Regions from separate parts of the Sus scrofa genome. Here region 2 is linked to region 1. Evidence: chromatin contacts called from public HiChIP or PLAC-seq data. All regions are on one chromosome and are shown on one strand. Each heading gives the region's core, a stretch centred on a gene start, on an enhancer-like site or on the middle of the called end of the contact. The rest is flanking DNA. Distances are from core to core; before and after follow the strand shown. Region 1 holds the start of CYR61 (protein CYR61). Region 2 holds the start of DDAH1 (N(G),N(G)-dimethylarginine dimethylaminohydrolase 1).

What was found. HiChIP or PLAC-seq counts read pairs in DNA pulled down with a chosen protein or histone mark.
Region 2: an H3K27ac HiChIP or PLAC-seq map of skeletal muscle shows a contact between it and region 1. The contact joins the promoter of DDAH1 here to the promoter of CYR61 in region 1. A contact is called at or near these places in 5 of 47 Hi-C or Micro-C datasets (embryonic fibroblasts, fibroblasts and skeletal muscle) and 1 of 2 datasets of contacts at active chromatin or transcription factors (skeletal muscle).

What each region holds. Positions count from the first base shown.
Region 1 is chr4:130,392,127-130,399,516 of Sscrofa11.1, reverse strand. It overlaps CYR61 (protein CYR61), which reads left to right and starts at 4,338. Exons shown (of 5, transcript XM_001927740.5): 1 at 4,338-4,582; 2 at 4,853-5,066; 3 at 5,427-5,783; 4 at 5,898-6,109; 5 at 6,205-7,113. The coding sequence starts at 4,520. The coding sequence ends at 6,507. It also overlaps a transcript of ZNHIT6 not described here.
Region 2 is chr4:130,480,494-130,487,883 of Sscrofa11.1, reverse strand. It overlaps DDAH1 (N(G),N(G)-dimethylarginine dimethylaminohydrolase 1), which reads right to left and starts at 2,579. Exons shown (of 6, transcript XM_021090342.1): 1 at 2,165-2,579. The coding sequence starts at 2,467.

The DNA of each region.
Region 1 (7,390 bases), core at 3,089-5,588:
CCAAGAGCCAGTACACTGGGCAAATCTTAGAGGCTCACGCAGCTTCAGTTAAATTATCAACTACTTTTCTATCTGATGCATTTATCTTGGAATATCTGGGTAAGTTGTGATAGAGCTAAATAAAAGTTAAGTTCCAGAAGGGACAGGCCCGAGTGCCTAAAGCAAGAGTAGGCACTGCTGTTAAGGGCAAGGCTTTCTTGGGGCCAGACGCGTGGGTCCAGCTCTGCCACCTGCTCGGTGGGTGTCCTTTGGTTAGACGTTAACCCTCTGCACCCCCATGTCTTCGTAGAGATGAGAAGCAGTGTTAACAAGAGGATCTACCTCGGTGGGGCCCAGGCGTCAAGGGAGTCAGCGAGGAGCCGGCCCTCCCAACGGTGCCTGACACCCGGCGAGCGCGCGCCACAGAGGCGCTGGCTTCTGTCACCCTTAGAGAGAAGGGCAGGAAGCGCAGCCCTGAAACGGACGGCTCCAGTTTTACCACCTGCTGTCTCCTTTCCCCGCTCACCAACGAAGGCGCCAAGGTCTGGAGAGCGGAGCGGTCCGCCCCGCGGGCCCCACGGAAGAGGCAGAGGAAGGGCTGCTGGGACCAAGGGAAGCCGAGAGCGAGCTCCCGCCTGTCCCCGTTCCAGGGCCGTGAGACCCGGGCCCTGGGGGACTTGGCTCCCAAGGCCCCCCAGGCCCCACGGCCACGCCCCCGCGCCCGGGCGTGCCTCTGCCCCGCGGGAGGACGAGTCAGCGCGGGGGGACGGGAAAAGTGACAGCATCGGCCTGCGCCCTGCGCGCCAGCCTCCCACGCGGGGCGGGCGGGGCCGTGGGCCGCGCTCGCCCCGCCGCCGCGCGCGCCCGACGCCCGCGCCTCCCAGCCCCGGCGGCGCGCGGTGGCCCGGCCCGCTCCCGGCGGCGGCCGCCGGCCCCCCGGAGCTGCATGACGGAGCCCTGAAAGCCTTTCTCCAAATATGGGCCGGGGCTGGAAACGTCCTGGCCCCGCGGCCCCGCGGCGACTCTGCGCGCGCGCGCGCCCCCGCGCTCGGCCCTCCCCCCGCTCCCCGCGGCGCGGACCCGGGTCGCCGTCCCCGCGGGGGTCGCGGGCGCCAGCCTCGGCCTTCCCCGCCGCCCCGCCCTCTGGCTGTCCCTGCGGTCGCTCGGGGTGGGCTGCGGAGACCCCGGACGGCCTTTCGCGGTCACGGTAACTCCTTCTGTCCCTCAAGGCGACTGTGAAAAGAGGGCGCCGAGGACCTGGCTCTGGGGACAAACGCAGGGAAGGGCAGGCGCGCCGTTCAAGGCAGCGGTTCTCAGGGGGGGCTCCCGGGCCCCAGCAGCCTCAGCATCACCTCGGGGCTTCTTGGAAAAGCAACTCGCAAGAAATCGTGGAGTGAGGCCGCGGGGGGCGGGGGGGGGCGGTCGGTCCTTCACCCAGCCCTCCCGGTGGTTCTGATGCGGGCCCAAGTTGGAGAAGCCCTGGCCCAGGACGAGGAAACCGGAGTGGCCAGATTTAGGGTGATGATTATTCTCAGTTCCCGCCAGACAGTGAGCCCTTCTTTTGGTGACCCAAAATTCCCTGGCAGCAGCGGCCAGAGACGTTCCCGTCGCTCAGCCCAACGCCAGGAGCTGAAAGACAAGCAGCGCCTTCTCAGTCGCTTTTTTACAGTCCAAGGAAACAAGGCTGCCCGTTCTTCCCTCCTGGGCAGCGGCGGAGGGAGGGAGGGAGGCGAGAGAGCCCAGAGCCGTGCAGAATTGGGGCCCGAAGACACTTACCCGCGACGTTTGCACTTTTGCCCTCCGATCTGTCAGCGGGACCCGATCTGCCGCTCTCAGCGGAGGAGGCCAGAAGGCGACGGCATGGCTGGGGTTTCTGGCCCCAGCAGGGCGAGGAGCGGCGGTGCCTCTAGCCTGATGCTGCCGTCTCCCAGCCGGCGCGCCGGGACCTAGGATATGGAAGGCTGCGCGCATAGGTTTCGCCCGTCTCTCCCGCTCCCCCACCTCCTGGCCCTGTTTGGTCCCACTTCCCACCCCCTCGCACAGCACAGCACAGCACACCCCTGCTGTAAAGGGCAGCTGCGGGTGAGGTACTGTAACTTCTCCTCTGGGGCAAAGCATCTCTCCAGGAGTCCCCAGGTGGAGTCCCCAGAACGGATCCACGCACACTTGTTAGAACTTTAATCTGATTTTCAAAGAAATCTCTGGAATGGTTGTGTTTGAATGCTGTGCGGCAGACTGAATCTCTTCGAGCACCCCCCCCCCAGCGCCCCGAACTTCAATAAAGGAGCAAGGTGCATACAGGAGCCAGTTGGATCATCCACTGCGATTTTATTTTCAATTATGATAGACAGATTGCGTGAAAAACAAGGAATTCCAAAGAATTTCCTGCTCTGGGAACAGAAGTTAAGTCTATATTTAACAACATTTGAAGCTGTCAAGAATGCTTTGTGGTTGGATAACAGAGGCAGAAAAATGTTAAAAACGCAGGCTACTGCTATACCCAAATATGGAAATATTGTTACGTCTGGTGTCTGATTCACCATCTGGAAATACTTACAACCATGAAGTCAAATAGAAAAGACGCCACAACAGAAGCCAGGAATGGTCCCCTCCACCTCCCCGCCCACCACCCCCGCCCACCCTGCACCGCGCCTACTCACCCCCAGCCCCAGTCACCTCATCAGGAAGGCAACAATAAGGACACTCTGACACAGGGAAAAACAAATCCTTTTGCTAAAAAAACTGAGAATTGGCTAGAGTAGAATGCAGGGCCCAGAGCACCTGACCGTCTATTGTCCTGAAAAGCAAGTCCCCCACCCCACCCCCCTGCCACAAAGCAGCAGAGATCCTACTCCCTCTCGCAAAAGCCTCTTAGACTCAGGAAAGAGCACTCCTGAATGAATGAGACTTAACTCCTTCCTGCCACCGTTCTCCTCACTGGAGACTGTTTTCATTGCAATAGCTTCTCCTGGTGTTTAGGAGTCCTTCACAGAAAAGCCGGGTGAAGGCCTTCTTATGCAAGACTGCTGGGCAGTCATTTAGACTGGACAGCGGGAGCATTAAAAAGGACAAGGAGGTCTGGAGCAGTATAACAGGGAGGCCGGCATGATTACTGTGTGTGTTTTATGAAAATGACACAAGAAAATAGGTTGGGAAACTGAGGGAAATTAATCAATCACACGAGCGGGGCGTCTGCTGTTAAAGTGAATCGCTTCGTGGGGGGTCTTCCCCTGGGCGGGTCGCAGGAAGACTAGGGCCTTAAAATCCGCCGGCTTTTTCTACTACAGAATAATATATCCTTGCCCTCTCTCGTTTCTCTGGAGAGAGCAAAGCATTGCACTTCGCTTGAAATGAGAGGCTTCTCAGTGGGCCCAAGGAAAGGAGTTGCAAACCCCGCAAAACTTTCAGTGTTGAGGAGTCTGCCTTTTCCAGAGAACCGCTGGGCGCAATGCGGCTGGAATCGGGATTGGCCTTGCCCTCTCTACGGGTGACGCTCTCTCCGCGGGGGTCCCCTCCGCCTCGGGCTGGCTGCTCAGTGAGCGTCGCTTCCCGCCCCCGAGGGAGGCTGGAGGGCTTACCCGGCCTCCCGCATCCGCGAGGAAGCCTTAGGTCAGCCTCCCGGAGATCTCCCTGCGTCCGTTTCCTCTCGGACTTCCAAGCCAGCCAGTGGGCTGGAACTACAGTGGGAACCTCCAAAAACAAACAAGTACGACGTTCGGGGGGGGAGGGGGGAGGGAGGGGGAAGACCTCTGCCTGGGAATCTGCCAGACGGCGGGGAAGTTGATTTTTCCCCCCTTCTCATTCATAAATGCCACTGCGGGTATTAATTTGCGATACACTTAGCCTGGCTAATAAACACCATGCCAAGACTTTGGGACTCGATCCGAGCACGCCTCTACGACGTCCTCAAATAGATCCCTGGCTCCCAGACGCTGCCCTCCCGGTTCGCCTCTCTCCGTAGATAACTTGACTCTCACCTTCGCTGTAAACAAGCAAACAGCTCGCTGCCTCCCGGGCGGGGGCTCCGGGGCTGCGGCTCAGCTCGGCATCCCCAAACAAAACGACTTTGTTCCTCCCTCCAGGGCCTCCCACCCTCCAGGTCCAGGCAAAGTTCTCAACTCGCCCCCCCCCCCCCGCCCTTCCACCACCCTCCCCAATAGAAGTCGTTATTAAAAGTGGAAAAAACGGAAGATTGTTTTCTTGACGAGTCCAGGACCAAAAAAAAAAAAAAAGCCAGGGAGCCAGGGGAGGCGCTTGGCAGGAGCCCGCGCCAACCAGCATTCCTGAGATGTTTGAGAATTCTGGAACGCGCAGACGGGGCCGACGTCACTGCAACACGCGGCGCCGCGGCCGGCCCGTATAAAAGGCGGCCCCTGGGCGCCGGGGCAGACCGCGAGCAGAGCGCCCCCGAGCAGCTCCCGCGCCCCGCGCTCCTCCTCGGGAAGCACCTCGAGCTCGAGACGCCCGCAGCCCGTCCGCCGCGCACCCGTGTGTCGCCGTCTCGGCCTCCGCGCTCGCCCCGACCCTCCTGCGCGCCGCGATGAGCTCCCGCACCGCCAGGACGCTCGCCCTCGCCGTCACCCTGCTCCACTTGGCCAGGCTGGTGAGTTCCGCGGCCACCGCGTCCCTGTCCGCTCCCGGCCCCTCCCCCTTGGCCCAGAGGGCCCGCGGCCGACGGGGCTAGGCTCGGAAGTGCGGGGACGCTTGGGGGGAGCGCTTTCTTTAAGCCCGCGCTGGAGACGTGCCGGGGCCTCCGGGGGGACGCCGCCGCCCGGGGTGGCCGGGCTGGCCCGGCTCAGGCCCCCCCCACCCGGCGCCTGGGGGTTCCCGCCGCGCCGCGCCGAGCCTCACGCGTGTCCGCTCCCCCCTGCAGGCGCTCTCCACCTGCCCCGCCGCCTGCCACTGCCCCCTGGAGGCGCCCAAGTGCGCCCCCGGAGTCGGCCTGGTCGGGGACGGCTGCGGCTGCTGCAAGGTCTGCGCCAAGCAGCTCAACGAGGACTGCAGCAAGACGCAGCCCTGCGACCACACCAAGGGGCTGGAATGCAACTTCGGCGCCAGCCCCACCGCTCAGAAGGGGATCTGCAGAGGTAAGATGCTTTTGGTTTGGCCCCTTTAAAAGAAGGAATAGTCCCTGTAGTCCAGAAGTTTAGTAATTCTGCGACCATGTATGGTGATGCTTTGTTGTTGGTAGCTTGGCAGAAAGGCACATGATTTCAGCAGTCTGGAATGCGATTCAGTGTGTCTGGGCCCAGCGGAAAGCGCATACGGAAAAGTGATTCCTGACTAACTTATTGTTCTGGTCTGGAGTCTCCGGGGAATTGGAGGAAACTTTACCATAAACTGAGTTGAACAGCAGAAAATATGTGTGCGTTTCAGGCCGTCGTTCGGAATCCTAACTTTATCCTCTTCTTTTTTTTCTTTTCTCTTTTTTTTGGTGTTCTTTGCAGCTCAGTCAGAGGGCAGACCCTGCGAATATAACTCCAGAATCTACCAGAATGGGGAGAGTTTCCAGCCCAACTGTAAACACCAGTGCACATGCATCGACGGCGCCGTGGGCTGCGTTCCGCTGTGCCCGCAGGAGCTCTCCCTCCCAGACCTGGGCTGCCCCAACCCCCGGCTGGTCAAAGTCACCGGGCAGTGCTGCGAGGAGTGGCTCTGCGACGAGGACGGTGCCAAGGACCCCATGGACGACAGGGACGGCCTCCCGGGCAAGGCGCTGGCCTTCGATGCCTCCGAGGTGGAGTTAACGAGAAACAACGAATTAATTGCCTTTGGAAAAGGCGGCTCCCTGAAGCGGCTCCCGGGTAAGTGAAGACGGAGGTTCTGAAAAATCTAGTCCTAGTCGGAAGCCTCAGAGAGATGAGCACTTCCTTGCACGTGTGTCCCGTGCCTCTGAGAAATCTCTTCTGTGTCTCTAGTTTTCCGAGCGGAGCCTCGCGTTCTCTACACCCCTCCTCTGCTCGGCCAGAAATGCATCGTTCAAACCACGTCGTGGTCCCAGTGCTCAAAGACCTGCGGAACTGGCATCTCCACCCGCGTCACCAATGACAACCCCGACTGCCGCCTGGTGAAGGAAACCCGCATCTGCGAGGTGCGGCCGTGTGGACAGCCGGCCTTCGGCAGCCTGAAAGTAAGTGCCTGCGTCTGCGGGGACGGCTCTGGGCAGGCCTCTTCCCGGGCAGGGGCACGAGGTCCCTGACGTCCCCGCTCTCCTCTTTCCTCCAGAAGGGCAAGAGATGCAGCAAGACCCGGAAAGCCCCCGAGCCGGTCAAGTTCACTTACGCCGGCTGCTCCAGCGTGAAGAAGTACCGGCCCAAGTACTGCGGCTCCTGCGTGGACGGCCGCTGCTGCGCGCCGCAGCAGACGCGGACCGTGAAGATGCGCTTCCGCTGCGAGGACGGGGAGACGTTTGCCAAGAACGTCATGATGATCCAGTCCTGCCGGTGCAGCTACAGCTGCCCGCACGCCAACGAGGCAGCCTTTCCCTTCTACCGGCTCTTCAACGACATTCACAAATTTAGGGACTAGATGCTGCTCGGGTTTCCAGCACAGGGTGGACAAAGCGGGGAGAGAAGGGTGTGAGCGCCCCGGAGGCGTGGGTGGGTGGGGGCGGCGGCGAAGGGGCGCGGCGCTCGGCCGGGTCGGGTCGAGGGTCGAGTCTAGGCGTCGGGAGCTGCCTGCCGCGGCGCACGCGGCGCGGACGCTGCCGCGATCGCAGATACTTTTGCTTCGTAATATTGGAGCACATGTTCCTGCTTCATTTTGGAGCTTGTGGTGTGGATGACGTCTGTTTCTGTTTGTAAATTATTCGGTAAAAGCGTCGTTTTCTCCAGGCTTTTTTCCTTGTGGGTCTGCAGGGGTGAGTGAGGATGAGCTGGACAGTTGAAGGAAGGAAACGGGAGGCCCCCCCAGGGCGGCACTCCGTGAGTGTCCGTCAGAGGCAGCTATCTGCACTCGAAACTGCAAACAGAAATAGGTGTTTTAAGACTGAATGTTTTTATTTATCAAAATGTAGCTTTCCGGGAGGGAGGGGAAATATAATACTGGAATAATTTGTAAATGATTTTAATTTTATATTCAGTGAAAAGAATTTATTTATGGAATGAATCATTTAATAAAGAAATATTTACCTAATATCTGAGTATATGGCATTCTGTATTCTTAGAGACGGCCCAGGGCCACTGGGACCATCCAGCCTGTGCCTTCAGTCACAGAAACAGGATTTGCTGAGGACCTGCTTTGTGCCAGGAGCCGTTCAGGGGGCTTGGGCTAGAGCAAGGAACTAACCTTCGAAAATCTAAGGAGGTTCGCTTGGATATATCTTCAGTAGAGAAAAGTCTTGGCATTTAAAGCAATCTGTTTTAAAAACAAGTATGGACCACCAGGCATTCTACGAAGCACCGAAGGAATC
Region 2 (7,390 bases), core at 1,330-3,829, 90 kb before region 1:
AGGGTGGGTGGGGAGAGACCGCACACCAGCAGGAACCTCAGGCTGGGAGACAATGCTACAGAGCAGATTAGGAGGGACCCTAAGGCATGAAGATGAGCCCTTTCGCCCCAGGAAGGAGAAATGTCACTGTCACTGCATCAGGGATCAGTGGACATCTTACTGCTCAAGGAGGAGACCCTCTGTGACCAAGCACTGGGTGATAACCAACACCCACGAAGTGTCCTGGCCTCTACACTTCAGACAGATTCATAAACCCGTTACAACAATTCTATGAAATAGCAACAATTATGTCCACTTTACAGGTTAAGAAAACTGAGGCACAGGACACTCCCCAAGGTCATAGACTTCCATCCAGTCTGATGTTCTTATCCACTATACGGTGTGACCTCTGGCAGTGGGTCACCAGCCTGATATAAGAGTAAAGCTGGGAGTTCCCGCTGTGGCTCGGCAGATTACAAACCCGACTGGGATCCATGAAGACAAAGGTTCAATCCCTGGCCTCGATCAGTGGGTTAAGGATCCGGCATTGCCAGGAACGGTGGTGTAGGGTGCAGACACAGCTTGGATCTGGCATTGCTGTGGCTGTGCTGCAGGCCGCCAGCTGTGGCTCCACTTCAACCTCTAGCCTGGGAACTTCCATACACGGCAGGTGCAGCCCTAAAAAAGAAAAGAAAAAGGAAAAAAAAACAAAACAAAACCCAAGAGTGAAGCTAATTAAAAATGTATGCCTCGAAATCTGAAGGCCAAAATTTGAAAGGTTTTATTACAGGAATAAAATGAAATGGATGATGAAACATACCATGGTCTCTTAGAAGGAAACTGGACTACCCTCATCAAATGAGCACCATTTGAAAGGGTTTGGGGAATCTATTTTACTCTTGTAAGTACACACCACAGCCTTGCCACGTCATCTGGGACACATCAGAAAGTATTCAAACAGGGTGACATGCTTATCGGTTTAAAACAGAGTGGGTTTCTCCACAGACTCAACGACGGGAGGGGAGTGGCAGAGGAGATAAAAGTGCTTGGTTTGCTCTTAGGTGAGGTGGGGGAAGAAAAGCTGATTATCTCAGTGAGAAATAAATCGAACAGGCTTATTCCCTGAGACCAAGTAAAGTTCAGTCAACCGAGTCGTGAAGCGTGTGTGAATAAGCATATTTTAACTCTAAGCTCTATGAGGCACTTCCAGTGAGAACATTATAAAGACAAAATGGGGGGGGGGTCCCTAACCCACCCCATGAAAGAAACCACTGGCTTCTTGCGATGCCACTTGATGCCAACACAGTCTTAAGACTGGGCTCTTATAGACAACGAGAAGAATCCAGTCCGGATGGCGTTTTTAAACCCAGTCTCTCTCTATTCGTGTCTCTTCTCTAACCTACCTTGTGTTTAAAGCAATCACAGCCATTTTTCACAGGCTGCAATATTTTAAAGTAGTCACTACCGCTTGAGAACACAAAAAGCTCTCATTGCTATAAATTGTAAAATATAGAGAATAAAAAAGATGGAATTTGGGAAACAACCGTTTCCAGTTAAACACATGGACACACACACACACACACACACCCAACACCTTGCAGTGAGTCCAGCTTTTCAAAGGCAGCCGCCAGCTCGGCCATGCCCATTCACTTGCCCTGCCTTTCTGTAGCCCTCAGCCTGCACCCCGGAAAGTAACGCGGGAAAGGCCTGCGGGCACCGACGCCCAGCAACTCACCTGGCCGCCCAGCTCCAGCTCCAGCAGGGACTGGGACTGGGGATGCAGGGTCATCCCCCGGCCCCTGGAGTCCTCGCCCTCCTGGAGCAGCAACCCCCCCCCCGCCCCCGCTCCCTGGGAAACAAGCAAGCGGCACCGTCTCGGCAGCTTTTAAATCTTTACAGACAAAAACGCCCGTGAGATGGATTCCCCACCGCACCCACCTGCCCGAGTCGGCACCCCCACCCCCTCCACCCGGGCCTCCCCAAGGCCTCGGAGCCGCGCGGGAGGGCGTGAACAAGCAACGGGCGTCCCGCACACACCCGCCTCTGCTGCGACCTGGAAGTTCCGAACTAGCCCGGGGGCCAGCTCGGCGATTCCCGCCGCCGGCCGGGCGCGGGCGCGGGCGCCGGGGGAGGGCCGGGCGCGCTTCCCCGGCCGCGCCCCTCGCGTCTCCGGGCGGGCGGTTACCTCCTTCCTCCGGCTCGGCGCCCCGGGGCGGGTGATGAGCGCCGTCTCCTCGCACACCACGGCCACGTCCTCCACGAACACGCAGTCGGGGAGGCTCTCGTCGGCCGGCAGCTGCACCACCTGCAGCCCCAGCTTCGCGCCCAGCACGTCCACGTAGAGCTGGTGCTGCCGCTCGGCGCGCGCCAAGTCCACCTCCTCGCCCTGGGTGCTCCTCAGCGCCTGGCGCCCGAGGGACTCGGGCAGCGCCCGCACCACGACGTGGGTGGCCCGGCCGAAGGCGGCGGGGTGGCCGAGCGCGGCCATGGCTGGGGCGGCGCGCGCAGGAGCCGGCAAGCGCCCGGCCGCTCCCCTGGCAGCCGATGAATGCGGTGCGGCGGGAGCCCGGCTCGCGCCCGGGGCCCTGCCCGCGCCACTGAGCATGCCCAGAGCCCGGGCGCGGCCCGCGCGCAGCCCGCGCCCACTCGCGCGCTCGGCCTGCGGCGCCGGGCACGGGGCTGGAGGGGGCGGCCCGGCCGCGGCGAGCGCCGGGGCTGCGGGCGGGGGCGGCGGCCGAGGGGGGACCTCGGCCCGCAGCGCGCGGCCGCCCTCGGGCGCAGGTGCACCGCTGGCGTCGGCCCGAGGCGCTCGCAGAGCCGGCCGCCGTCGAGGCGCAGAGGGTGGGGGGGTTCCTTCGGGGATGTGGGGGCTTTGACCTGACTCCCTACCCTCCTGTTCCCAGGTCGCCCAGCACAGGGTAGCCCTCCCCCGCCCCCCCAGTTCCCAGCGTGGCGTGGGCAGCTGTCCTCGCACCCAGTCTCCGTTACCTTGACTTTGTCTGCAAGGGACCCCTCACCCCACGTAAGACTTGAGATCATCGAGGGAATGCTGTGTCTTCCCCCGTGTGGGAAACGAAGTCCAAGGAGCACCCCCAGAGCAACGGACAGAGAAACCCCCAGTGTTCCAAGGACAGTTGGTTCTGAGGAACAGGGTGATTCTGGCAGGGCCCCTGCAGGCAGGCAGAGGCCTTAAGGATGGGTGGGCGCTCACGCCCGCAGGGGCGGCAGCACGCTTGTCCCTGAGAAGGAGCGCCCCCCCCCCCCCCCGCGCCGCCGCCTTTCCCTCGCACCTGTACTGACCTCGCGGATTTCCCGGGGTATTTGCTTCATGTTTCTTTTCTTCATGCGCCTCGGGAAGTGTCTTTCTCTTCTTAGTGGTATTCAGCTTCTGGTTTTTTTCCCTACCACACACTGCAGAGTAACTAATTCGTGGTTCTGCTCTTTTGGAGAGGAAAACCCACTTCAGGTTGTAGCTCCAGACGAGTGAGTCCCCGTGATAACCTTCCTTCCTCAGTTGTGTAGCACGTTTCTAATTTAAAGACTGATTCGGTCATACAGCATTAGATTTGAATGGCTCTAGAAACCCTCTCATCTAACTTCACCCTCAATGTCCTGGAATTCCCGCTGAAACATCTCTGACAGTCGCCAGATCTGTATTTACCACAACTTTCCAAACCTCACAGAGTGGATTCCACTTTTGCAGCGCTGTAACACTTAACAATGCTGCATTTGGGGCCTAAATCCCACTGGGTCTAGTTCTGCCTCTGGGGTTCCTTCAGGGGACAGCATGCCCCTATCTGGAGACAGTTCTGCTGTTGTTGCTGCTTGACCCCTCCTTCTACCCATCATGCGGACCCACCCTGACCTTGAGCCGGAATCACTAACAAGTAACCAGGGATGCAACATTCTGGCCATCTTCCTTTTGATACACACCAGTCTGCCTGTATCCCTTTTAAATCATGGTATCTGGAATAGAAACAATTCTTCCTGTGTGGTCTGACCAGCACAGACCAAGGGAGGACCCTTATTCCAGATGCTAAGCTTCCATGAACACTGCCTCAGATGGTATTGGCTGTTTTGTGGTCCCGGTCCGAGGCCCAGGCCACAGCCGTCTTGCCAGGACTCTGACAGGTTTTTTTAGGACTTGTCGGTTTCTAGGAGAGAACTAGCCAGAGGTCCTGGAACACTTGTCCCAACTGAGCAACAGAGGACATGTAACCTGCCTTCTTCCCCCTCTCAGGGGTGAACTGAATGGGCCCCCATGACATGGCATTTCTCAGCCTCACAAAATAAGGGATCTTAAGTGAAAGACAGCTCTGACCCTGACACTGGGAGGGGACCAAAACCAAAATAACAGACTTTAAGACCTCCTGGGTTCTGCGCTTGAGGCAAAACTTTCAGGGAACCCATGCTGCTCTCTTGGAACCAGCTTGGTGTCCAGAAGCCAGGTAGAGGCGTCCTCAGCAGAGGATCCCCGCCAAGGCTACAGATGAAGGTCAAGCCGGGAGCGGAGCCTGCTTAGGCTAAAGTGCGGGACGCTCGTCCACCCCTTTCCTAACACGGAGCTTTCATCTGCCTCCAGCTGGTCTCCACCTAGCGCTTGAATTCATGCCCACGCCTTGAAAGAGCCTGAATACTTTGCCACCAAGTACCCTGAGCCTAGTTATAGAAAAGGTCCTGTGTCCCCACTCTGGGCTCCTGTCAGCCCAGCAACGAATTAAAACCTGAAAGCCTTTTCCTATAAATCGGCATCAGCCATGTCTGTCCCTGCGGTAACTGGGCTGCTGTTTTTTTCTTGAAATCTAACTTTGCAGTTATCCGTGTTAAATGTTGTCTGCTTCATTCCAACTTGCCTCATTTTGAGTCTGTCATTCTGTGCATTATATATTAGCTCTGCTTTTGTGTCACCCGAAATTTGATAAGCATGCCTTCTGTCTCCTCTAAGCGGTTGTCAGAAAGTGTTAGAATGTGTATGTTGGTGAAAAGAATAATAAAGACACCAACTCCAGTCAATGATGGTTTATATGCCTTCCTGCTTGAGTGATGAGGGGCTGTTTTCAGGAAAATGGTTTTCATGGAGCCTAATACATAGATTAATTTTTCTCCATAAATCTTTGTTGAACGTTCTCAAGGCACAGCACCTTGCTTTGTACCTCACAATCATACAAGAAGCATTAAAACATGATCCCAGGCCCGAAGAGTTCACAGTCTCACTGGGAAAAGATATCCAAGGTTGGAGCTGTGCTCGTGGCGTATAAAAGAGACAACAAAGCAATATAGGAAGATGAGGGGACAGTTATCACTGTGGCCAGTGGGAGCTGGAGAGAGCTGCTGTGGCCCTCCCTTGGTGGCATCGAGCCTGATTAGTGTCCGTGAGGATGGGGCTTCTACCTGGCATTGCTGTGGCTGTGGTATAGGTCAGCTAGCTCCGGTTCCAGTCCCCTAGCCTGGGAACTTCCATATGCTGCAGGTGCAGCCCTAAAAAGACAAAAAAATAAGAGAGAGAGAGCTGCTTGAAGGTGACTGGACTTGGTTTAGGCTTTGAATAGTTCTTAGAATGTGAATGATTGGAAGGTGAGAATGAGAATTCTAAGGAAAAGAGTGTGCAGAAGCCAGATGGCTATTCCGCAGGCAGGTCAGATCAGTTCCAATCATGTGTGTGCTGGTTCAGATACCTCTGGCTGCTGTGAGCAAAATGACCCCAACACCTAGGGTGGCACAAAGGTGATAGACGTTTATCTCCTCTTCAGGAGCTGACAGAGGTTCCTGATTGGTTCCTGACTCTTCTCCAAGCAACAGGCAGGAGTAGAGCCTTCTTCCATCTTGACTCTAGCTTTTTTTTCCTTTTTTTGGTCTTTTTGTCTTTTTAGGGTCACACCCACAGCATATGGAAGTTCCCAGGCCAGGGGTTGAATTGGAGCTGAAGCCACCGGCCTACACCACAGCCACAGCAACGTAGGATCCAAGCAGCCTCTGCGACTTACACCACCGTTCACACAGCACCGGATCCTTAACCTACCGAGCAAGGCCAGGGATCCAACCGGCGTCCTCATGGATGCCAGTCAGGTGTGCCAACCACTGAGCCACCGGGAACTCCTGACTCCAGCTCTTTAAAATATGGCATCCAAGTTCATCACGCTTCCCTTTCTCAAGCTGAAAAAAGTTGCAAACGTGCAGAACCATGTGTGAAAGGCTTAACGGCCAGGCCAGGGAGTGGTACCTGTCGCTTCTGCTCACTGTCCCCTGGCTGGGACTCAGCCACACTGCTCCGTAACCAAAGGGAAGAGCTGGGAAATACGGCCTTCTGTGGGCCAGAAAGCAGAGCAGACAGCTCCGGGAAGCAGTCAGCTGGTTTCTGCCCCAGCGGATGATGGGGAAATGGGGAAGAAGGGAGAAGCAGGCGGAGTGCCCCTTACTTTCTCAGAAGAGATTCAGCCTGCAGGGACTGGGTCTCACCCCGCAGCCAGACTCTGCTGGGGGGAGATGAGCTCTTTTCTTGTATAATCTGAGTTATGTCTCTTAAAAGCTCTTTGCCTGCATTCTTCTCTCTGCTGTGAAACTGGAAACAATGAAGCTATTGTCCTCCAGCTATGCAGAAGGCTACACAAAGTGCTTAGGAAAGTGCTAGAATAGTGCCTAGCTCCTAACAGGTGCTCAACCAATAGCATCCACGGACAGGGTTTGAACGTGGTTTCCTGCAAAGGCCAAATCACACACCCACCTCCACTGAATCCTCAGAGTCGTGTAAGTATTAACACCTTCTAACAGAACCCATGGCCTCCCCAGGGCGACGGCCAAATCGCACCCTCAAGTGGAACCACAGGTGCAGTGCGTTTCGTGGAACCCTTGCTTCGTGCCGGGATCTGCGCTGAGCCTGGGATGTAACTGCGAGTTACCGTGTGGGGCTTCTGGTCAAACTGCTCCTTTTTCAATCCCACATATTTCAAGAACTTTGTAATTCCCTGTTTAAAGTCCCTCCCTCTGCTTGGAATACCTGTCACTGTGTATATTCTCCTGGCTGGACAACGACTGATACACCGGCAATTTTTCTTTTGCATCAATAATGTTTCTGGCCCTGCGTTTGGAGTTCATTTTAGGTAGCAAGTCTTTCAGGATTCAAAGGGACATTCCTGCCTTCTTTTCTTGCTCCACTTTTAGCAGGTACAAGATGGTCCCTCATTGGGGTTCGGTGTTTGGGGGAGGGTTGAAGCCCTCGAGAATGAGGGCTGGAGGCTGGTCCATCCCACGCAGCAGATGCTGGTGGAGGGTGTGCCCTTGTCCCCGCTCTCACGTTAGAGCCTGAACGTCTTGCATGAGAATCCTTTCCTTTGACACAGGGTGGGCCGTGGGGGAAGCTTTCCGCTGCCCCCGCCGTGGGTGGGGTCGTGGAGAAGGGACAGGCAGCCTCTCA